Linked DNA regions of Oryctolagus cuniculus: region 1 is linked to region 2. A link is a contact called in public Hi-C data. All regions are on one chromosome and are shown on one strand. The core of a region is the stretch at or near the end of the contact, and the rest is flanking DNA. Distances in the headings are between cores, read along the strand shown. Region 1 overlaps PCCB (propionyl-CoA carboxylase subunit beta). Region 2 overlaps IL20RB (interleukin 20 receptor subunit beta).

Evidence for each region. A called contact is a pair of places that touch in the nucleus more often than the background predicts.
Region 1: a contact with region 2 is called in a Hi-C map of an unstated tissue, with 8 times the contacts expected there. The contact joins two enhancer-like sites. A contact is called at or near these places in 3 of 6 Hi-C or Micro-C datasets (ear pinna, psoas muscle and an unstated tissue).

Annotation. Positions count from the first base shown.
Region 1 is chr4:145,292,302-145,297,246 of mOryCun1.1, reverse strand. PCCB (propionyl-CoA carboxylase subunit beta) reads left to right here. Exons shown (of 15, transcript XM_051859006.2): 9 at 1,488-1,569. Among named protein-coding and RNA genes, the nearest start is that of PCCB, 38 kb to the left of the region's middle. Within about 2 kb of position 2,111, at least 2 of the 8 cell types and tissues checked have an H3K27ac peak or open chromatin away from gene starts, as enhancers often do.
Region 2 is chr4:144,624,267-144,629,065 of mOryCun1.1, reverse strand. The region is part of intron 7 of IL20RB (interleukin 20 receptor subunit beta); the gene reads left to right. Among named protein-coding and RNA genes, the nearest start is that of IL20RB, 35 kb to the left of the region's middle. Within about 2 kb of position 2,790, at least 1 of the 8 cell types and tissues checked has an H3K27ac peak or open chromatin away from gene starts, as enhancers often do.

The DNA of each region.
Region 1 (4,945 bases), core at 862-3,361, 670 kb before region 2:
GGCCAAACCCCAGCCCGAGTGCCCCTCTCAGGATCAGAGTAGCCCTGGCCACCCACACGAGTTGGGAAGGGACAGGAGCCTGTTGGAGAGTGGTGACCGATGCCGCGTCGTCCTGCAGGTAGGAGCGGGCTCTGGCCTAGCCTCCCTCCCGAACCTCTTGGACACAGCATGGCGGGAGTGTTGGGGGCCGTGCACACTGCCTGGCCCACAGTGACTCCGCCCGGGGCTGCAGCTTTGCTCCTTAGAGGCGCTCCAGCAGGCCAGCCTCGCAGCAGGGGGTGGGGACGCCCAGCGGTTTCTGCAGAGCTCTGACTTGGCGTTTTTGAGTTCTTGTTCATTAATTTTTCATGTTTTTTTGTTATTATTTATTTATTTATTTATTTTTAAAAAATTTTTTGCCAGGCAGTGTTAGACAGTGAGAGAGAGAGACAGAAAGAGTTATAGACAGTGAGAGAAAGACAGAGAGAGAGGTCTTCCTTCCGTTGGTTCACCCCAAGATGGTCACCATGGTGGGCACACTATGCTGATCCAAAGCCAGGAGCCAGGTACTTCCTCCCGGTCTCCCATGCAGGTGCAGGGACCCAAGTACTTGGGCCATCCTCCACTGCACTCCCGGACCACAGCAGAGAGCTGGACTGGAAGAGGAGCAACTGGGACAGAATCCGGCGCCCCAGCTGAGACTAGAACCTGGGGTGCTGGCACCGCAGTGGAGAATTAGCTAAGTGAGCCATGGTGCCGGCCCATGGTTTTTTTTTTTTTTTTTTTTTTAATTTTATTTATTTATTTGAGAGATGGAGTTACAGAGAGAGAGGGAGAGGCAGAGAGAAAAGTCTTACATCTGCTGGTTCATTCCTGAAATAGCCACAATGGCCGGAGCTGAGCCTATCTGAAGCCAGTAGCCAGGAGCCTCTTCCTGTCTCCCACGTGGGTGCAGGGGCCCGAGGACTTGGACCATCCTCTGTTGCTTTCCCAGGCCATTGCAGAGAGCTGCATCAGAAGTGGAGCAGTCAGGATTCAAACTGGTACCCAAATGGGATGCTGGTGCCACAGGCAGAGACTTAGCCTACTATGCCACAGCACTGGCCCCAGTTTTTCATGTTTTACGGAGTTGGATTGGGATCATCCATGGCCATGTCTCCATGTCTTGTTCATTACAATGTCCTTTAGCATCCCGTACAGTCTCTAAAATGTAGGAAGTAGTCAGAGAGAATCAGTGAAGATAATCCAGAGAACAAGCTCACTTTTTCTTTCAAAGGAAACTGGAAATCTTTGGGATTGGGATTGGGATTGGGCTCGGGCTCAGGTGCAGCTTAATGCGGTGGTCACAAAGGAATGATTCCCTGGTAGGAGTGCTTTGCAAATCCATCAGTGCACAACTTTCCCAGTTCCCATGAGATGAGTCTCCGCCATTTCGGTTCCCACCCCCACCCCCAGCAGGTAACTGGCTCTTCCCTTGTTGACTCCGTCTGCCTCTTTTCTACCTAAAGTGACCGCCTGGTTCCTGAGCTTGACACAGTTGTCCCTTTGGAATCTACCAAGGCCTACGACATGGTGGACATCGTACATTCCGTAAGTGCCACAGTTCCCTGTCGTGTTTGTCCTCGTGCAGCCATTCACGGGCCCCCAGGTCCTGATGCCAGGCCACACAGGTGGGACACGGGGGGGCACACAGGACCAGAGGCCACCAGGAAGTGTGTTCTGGGAAGAGCTCAGGGTTCACCTGGACTGAGGGGCTGGACGGAGGAGGAGACAGTGGGCCAGTAGAGCTTAGGGGTCCCTAGAAGACACTGGGGTCCACAGATTAGGGACCATGTCCTGGGAGTCTAGAGTGAGGCCAGGGTGACCTTCGGTGGCTTCCTCTGTTGAGGGCTTTAAGCCCAGAGGTCGTTTTGTCTTTCTGGAGGAAGAGGACACAGGGCATTTTGTGAGGGGGTCAGGGTGTGTGTTTGTGTTTTTGTGTTTATGTGCACACACACATGGGTATCCAATAGGATAGGAGCCATTTGAATTCATTTCGTGGTGCAGCAGGTTCCTGGACACTATTAGGCAAACTGCGGAGGTCTGTAGATGGCCATTGTCTTTCTTTAGGTCCAGAAAAGCGCTTGTGAATAAGGCGAAAGGTGCATCACGTAAATTTTTATCACCAATATCCCTGCAAAGCCCTGTCCCTGTTCGAAGGCTTCAGCCATCCATGCAGATGTTGCCCATGGGGCCTGTGGCTGCCAGAGGAGAGCCCCAGAGCGCCATTCCTGCCCTAGTCAGACCCTCAGTGTGCCTCTCTGGGCTTCGGTTGAATTTGGTAAATTCTTTGTCCTACGGGCAAAGCACTTTGTTCTTTCTGAGTTTTCCTACAACCGGACTCCACCCCAACCTCATTCTCCATTTCCCGCTCTGATCAGATGACTTGGCCATTTCCTTCCTGGAGACAACCCAGACAGGGATTCCTCATTCCTCAGCGAGAGGAACAGGCTCCCCCCTTCCCCACCACCCTCCCCAAATCCGGCCATTAACCAAACTGCACTTTGCTCTACTGACAGAAGAGGGTGCTCTTGAACTAGGAATCTTGTTCACTCTCAGAAACTGCCAACCTCGTCCACAAAATGCAGAGATACAAGTAGTTTTCATTTATATCCAGCTACTAGAATAAGAGAACAAAAATCGAGAATGAAACATTTGAGTGGCTGAAATGCCCTTCCGTGTAGAAGTACATTGTGAAGCAGGTGGTCTCTCCTCGCCTCAGGTTACGAAAGTAAAAACATTCACAGACTAATGACAGAATGTAGAGAAGACAGGAGGAAGTAGTGAGAGGTGACTGAATTAAGAAAATGAAAGGGGAGATGATCATATCAGAAATGATGATTATAAGGTGTGCAATGGATAAGGTATTTGAGTTAAAACTTAATTAGGAGCACTGAAGAGATGTGGGGGAATAACCAAAATAAAAATATTATGAGAAACCCCATAAATATGTACAATTATTATGTCAATAAAAACAAATAATCTAAATATAAAAAAACATGAGAAAGTAAAAGTAGACTTTGTGTTCTCCTCAAAAAAAAAAAAAAAAAACCTCAGACAATGGATATTCAATAGATTGAATCATTGCACACTACACACAGACACCCAAGCACCATGTTGTATCTTTTGTATATGCAACTTTAAGTTGCCGACTAAAAATTAAATGAAAATACATCTAATAAAAATGATTAGTTAAAACAAGTATCAGAAAAGAGTGAGGTATAATGGGAGAGAGGCAAAGAAGACTAAAAAGTATATAATTGGAGTGTTAGAAAAAGAAAAATTACTGAGGCGGAATTAATATTTAAAGCTGTAATCCAAGAAACCATTCCAAAATAAAGTAAGACCCAGGTCTATATAATGAGCACACAGGAAAAGTGACCCAGAATGATCAAACTTGAGAAGATACCCAAATATAACTATCAGGTTTTTCAATGACACAGAAATATCCAGGATGTGCAGGTAAAAAGATCAAGTAACTCACAAGGTCATCAGGCGTCTTTAGAAGAAACACAGAAAATGAGGCATCAAGAAAAGCCCATTGAAGAGGATCAAGTGTGGTCTGCAACCAAGGATTTTATGTGTGGCCCAGCTGGCCCGCGTCTTTCAGGACTATAGACAACTAGTTTCAGATCTCAAAGACTGGAGGGAATTTTGTATTCCCAGGTCTGTCTTGAGGTATCTACTAACGAATGAGCTTCATCCAACCAAAAGGAGACTGAGAACATTTAAGCCAAAGGGCTGATTGTGATGACTGAGTACTTGTGTTCTGGGGTGGGCACTGGGGCCCAGTGGGTTAAGCCATTGCTTGGGATGCCTGGGCCCCATAGTGGAGTGCCTGGATTAGGTCCTGGCTGCTCAGTGCTTCTGATTCAGCTTCTTGCTGATGAGCCTGGGAGGAAGCAGGTGCTGGCCCAAGTACCTGTGGGAGACCAGGCTGGAATTCTGGCTCCTGGCTTCTCCCTGACCCAGCCTTAGCTGTGGTGGCCATCTGGGGAGTGAACCAGTGGACAGAATATCTTTCTCTCTGTCTCTTCCTCTCTCTCTCTATCTCTGACTTTCAAATACATGAATTAACTTTAAAAATACTTGTACACATAATTATAATAAGAATAAAACAGGTGAAGGTAGAGGATAACCTAAAATGTTATGTTTAGTTGTCGAAAAAAATGCTCCTGGAACATGGGAGGAGATGGAAGACAGCACTGGTTGGTGGGTGTGAGTCAGTGGTATCACTAAAAACACACCACTTAATTACAAAGGTAACCACTAGACCAAAAATACCGACCTTCCTAAATAACAGTAAACGTGGCATAAATAAGTATAACAGGGTGCATATAGTAATTTATAAATAGAAGACAGAAAAAAAGATGTCTGTATACTGATAAACATGAATGGGGTTAATTGATTTTTAAAAGAAAAAGGTGTTGAATTTGGCCCCAAATAAGACCAACCAAATGCAGTATGCCAGAGACACCTAAAGGGATTAAGAAAGGCTGGAAAGAAGGGTCAGAGGTAAACCCTGAGAGTTGACACAGTGATGTAGCGGTGTTTGTGACCCTAATATTGATCAAAGTAACATTCAAGTATTAACCATGACGAAGAGGGACTTTTTTATTTTTAAAGATATATTTATTTATTTGAAAGTCAGAGTTACACGGAGAAGGAGAGGCAGAGAGAGAAAGAGAGAGAGAGGTCTTCCATCTGCTGGTTCACTCTCCAATATGCCACAATGGCCAGAGCTGCACCAATCCAAAGCCAGGAGCTTCTTCCAGGTCTCCCACACAGGTACAGGGGCTCAAGGACTTGGGCCATCTTCCACTGCTTTCTTTCCTATGCCATGGCAGAGAGCTGGATCAGAAGTGGAGCAGCCAGGATTCGAATCTGTGTCCATATGGGATGCTGGCACTGAATGCGGCAGCTTTAC
Region 2 (4,799 bases), core at 1,541-4,040:
CTATGCATCCCTGCTGCTCCTCCTCCAATCTGGCTCCCTGCTGATGGCCTGGGAAAACTAGTGGAAGATGGCCTGAATGGTTGGGCCCCTGCTGCCCATCTGGGAGACTCAGGGGGAGCTCCTGGCTCCTGGCTCCTGACATTGACTTAGCCCAGCCCTGGTTGTTGCAGCCATCTGGGGAGTGAACCAGTGGATGGAAGACCTGTCTCTATCTCTCCCTCTCTCTGTAACTCTTTCAAATACATAAATATATATATATATATTTTAAAAACTAGCTTGCTATAGATGTCATGAATTTCAGGTCTCGCTGTGGTTGCCTCGGCAGGGCCAGAGCGAATGGCTGCGCGGGCCTTCCACAGCCAGAGGTCAGACGTTCCCCGACTCTGCAGCAAAGCAGCGGGGCAGCACTTCCTTGGGATACGCAGTCTGAAACCCAAACTGTGTCCTATGTTTGTACTGATTGTTGTGCGTGTGTGTGTGCATGAGCTATTCTCTTATCAGGCAGAGAAATCATTATTTATTTATAATTATTATAACCCAGATTTCAGTATTAGTGAAAAGGCAGGTCAGTGCTAGATCTCAAATTTGAGCAAGCACAGTGCACTGTTAGAACTGAATCAAATGTGTTCATATGGGGGGAGGACCTTTGTTCAACATTACCTTAAAAATAGTTTAAATATTTCACCTCCATAAGGCACCCCAATGCCCATGTTTTGGTTTCTAATGTTCTTTTCCTCTCCCAAGGAGCCAAGGTTTCCTGGAGCAGTTACTGATTCCTTGTCTGGAGATGAAAGGCACATGGGGACCCTAGAATGACTGGCTACCCCTTGTTGGGCCAGAAAGCAATGCTTGAAGTCATTGGGTCATTCAAAAATCACACAAAAGGCAATCTAAAAAGAGTCGCTACTGTCCAAAGTTGGGACGGTATGGGCATCAGGAGAATGCTGGCTGGCACCAGCTGACAGGATAAATGTGGGAAGTCACCAGTCCGTGATGACAGCCAACAAGAGCAGAGCAAACACAATGAACAAAGAAGGTGCCTTGGTTAGGATGTGTTGCTTCTTGTTATGCAGTTTCGTTGGGCTTCTGTGTCAATGCATGACATTTGTAAAAAAAAAAAAAAAAAAAAAAAAAAGCCTACCAGAAGGCACTTTTTCCTGCCAACTCGGCCCAAGCCACCACTGCCTCCCACCTGAACGCCTGTAACACCCGCCCCCCACCCCCCCCACTTCCCCCTGGGCACCTGCTTGGCGCCTGTCTGCCAGGGGATTCTGTGGCCCAGTTCTTTCAAGTTCCTCCTACACACGGATTGCAGACTCTCTTAAAAAAAAAAAAAGATGTTTTCTCTTATTTTTTGTGTGCCCTATTTTATTCTTGGGCTACAGTAACTCAACTCCTGTGGGTTCAGATCTCAGTTTGCGTTCGCTCTGTCCTGACCAGATCCCTTCCGGGAGCCCACCTGGAAGGAAGGACCTCATTATGTCCACGGGTGTCTGGCGCCACCTTGTGTTGAGTTTGGGAATATTTCTTTTGTTGTCACTTCGCGCTTCCTGGACTTGCTGGGTGGAGGAAGGAAAGCTAAAATTCTCAAGGGCTTGGACCCTAACAGACCTCCATAATCACTAGTGGAGTGGGCCCTTTTGGGCCACCATCTCTTTGCCCCGTGCCTGTATCTCTCTCTCTCTCTCTGTATTGTTCCCAGCATGTCCTAGGGGGCTGCCCTGTGCCCCAGGCTCTCCCTTCCAACCCCTTGGCTTCTGCCTCCCTCCCTCCCTCCCTCACTCACTTTGTTGGTCTTTCCTCTGTGCTGCCATTCCCTACTTCTGGGGAAAAAAAAAGAGACTGATTTGGGACATCTGCTGTCCTATTTCCAGCCCACTCCTGGGCTAGGCTGGCTCTTTTACTCCTTGAGCTGTGAGTTTATAGAAGGGAATTTGTCTTTGTAAATTCTGACTTTCAAATAAATAAATAAATCTTAAAAAATAAAACCAACCTGGCTGTTGGCATACTGAGTGCCTGCACAAGCCTCAGTAACTCCTGCATTTTGCATCTGTACTGAAAACCTCTCATCTGCGGTGGGCCTTTGGACCAGCAGTTAGGCCTGCTTCTCCCATCAGAGTGTCTGGATTGAGTCCGGGTGCTGGCACCAGCTCCTGAGCCAGCTTTCTGCGAAGGTGCACCCTGGGAAGGCAGCAGATGATGGCTCAGGTGGTCAGGCTCCTGTCACCCACCTGGGAGACCCACCTTGAGTACCTGACTCCTGGCTTTGGCAGCAGTGGACTGTGGGCATTTGGGGAGTGAACTAGTGGATGGGAGCTGTCTGTCTGTCTCTCAAAAAAGACAAAAGCAAACAAAAATAGTCATCTGGGAAGCAGCCACACCCATCCAGAGTTCCTGGACTTGCATGCAAATCTTTTACTAAATTGCGTCACTGTACGGCTACGCCCATGGAAAAACACTGACTTGGCAGGAGCCCGTTGCGATCTCACACCTCCACTGTTGCCCCACCATCCTGACTTGAGTTTTGCATCTTGCAGTTGGAAATAGAACCGAATAGGACATCCCCAGCCCTCAGATTCAGCCTCAATTAAGGAGGCCAACGAGGTGGACGACCGAATTCTGGCTGCACGCACAGAATTTAATTTAGCAGATGGCAGCAACTAGATGGCGACCTTGAATTAGGAGCAACTTCGAACAGCCCGATTGTAATTTATGAGATAATCTCTTTTTAACACAAAAGGATTTGTCCACTTACAAACATTTTGGAAAGCTCTAAACATTCATCGCAGTAGAAGTGGCATCTCGAGACTTCTGAGTACCGTCTGCTTGGAAATATGCCCTCCAAACAGGAGGCGCCTGGCGGCTGAGAGTCTGAAATGGGTTGGGTTGGCTTTGTAAGGGTGTTGGGAATACAGTTTGTGGACTTTTAGCCGTGCAGACTGGTGACGCTGGATGCCTGTTTGTGGAATTAGAAAGCGTATGAATTGCAGTGTTTTTAAAACCAGCAGGTCACTGCCTGTCCTGCATTCCCACTGCCTTTCTCACCTTCCCTTCTGCCCTAAATTCCTTCTTCCTTTATTTAAATTTTATTTCTAAAAAGATTTTTATGTATTTATTTGAAAGGAAGAGTCAGGGGAGAGAAAGAGAGAGAGAGGGAGGGAGGGAAGGAAAGGGAGAGAAAGAGGATGAGAAACTTCTGTCCATTGGTTCATGCATGCCATCCAGGTCTCCCACAGGAGTGGCAGGGACTCAAGCACTTGGGCCTTCATCTGCTGCCTTCCCAGGTGCATCAGCGGGGAGCTGCACTGGCAGTCGTGTGGCTGGGTTTCCAACCGGCGCTCTGATGGGAGGCACGGGAGGTGCTGCAGCAGTGCCTTCATCTGTCACACCACAATGCCGGCCCTTCTTCCTTTATTTTACTAACAGGTTTTAAACTTAGAACGAGCCGGCGCCGCAGCTCACTAGGCTAATCCTAGTTCAGTCCCGGTCGGGGCGCCGGATTCTGTCCCGGTTGCCCCTCTTCCAGGCCAGTTCTCTGCTGTGGCCAGGGAGTGCAGTGGAGGATGGCCCAAGTGCTTGGGCCCTGCACCCCATGGGAGACCAGGAGAAGCACCTGGCTCCTGCCATCGGATCAGCGTGGTGCGCCGGCCGCGGCGGCCATTGGAGGGTGAACCAACGGCAAAGGAAGACCTTTCTCTCTGTCTCTCTCTCACTGTCCACTCTGCCTGTCAAAAAATAAAAAAAAAAAAAATAAAAAAGAAAAAGAAAAAAACTTTGAATGATAAATTTATTTTTTAAAAAATATTTTATGTGAAAGTCAGAGTTACACATACACAGAGAGAAGGAGAGGCAGAGAGGTCTTCCATCCACTGGTTTGCTCCTCAATTGGCCGCAATGGCCGGAGCTGTGCCAATCCGAAGCCAGGAGCCAGGAGCTTCTTCCGGGTCTGCACGTGGGTGCAGGGGCCCAAGGACTTGGGCCATCCTCCTCTGCTTTCCCAGGCCTTAGCAGAGAGCTGGTTAGGAAGTGGAGCAGCCGGTCTTGAACCAGCGGCCATACGGTTAGCCGGCACTGCAGGCAGCAGCTTTACCTGCTACACCACAGCACCGGCCCCCTGAATGATAAATTTAATTTTTGGTTGTCAAAAGCCAGCTTCAAGTTGAAGGACTGATTAAAACAAAACAAAACAAAACAAAACAAAACAAAACAAAACAAAAAACAACTTGGGCCCAGGGTATGGTTCTAAACAGACTGCAAAATACCCATTTCCAGAGCTGGGTGTGGTGGTGTGGGGTGGATGCCGGGAATTGGGCCTTTTTTTTCCTTTGGCAACAAGACTTTTTAAGATTTATTTATTTGAAAGGCAGAGAGAGAGAGAGAGAGAGACAAAGAAAGAGAACGAGATCTTCCATCCACTGGTTCATACCACAAATGGTCTGATCCAAAGCCAGGAGCCAGGAGCTTTTCCCAGGTCTCACATTTGGGTATAGGGGCCCAAGTACTTGGGCCATCTTCCGTTGCTTTCCCAGGCTCATTAGCAGGGAGCTGGATCAGAAGTAGAGCAGTTGGGACTGGACCCAGCGCCCATATGAGATACCGTCATCACAGGCAGTGGCTTTATCTGCTATGCCACAGTGCCGGCCCCTAATAACTCACTTTAAAAATCATTTTCTACCTAAAACAGTTATTCCCAGTTGGAATTTTTGAATAAAATGCCATTTGAAACTTTATACAAAGGTGTTAACATGTGCTAGGGGAAGCCAGATGATGTTTCAGCTTACCTTAAATTCAAAGAATGT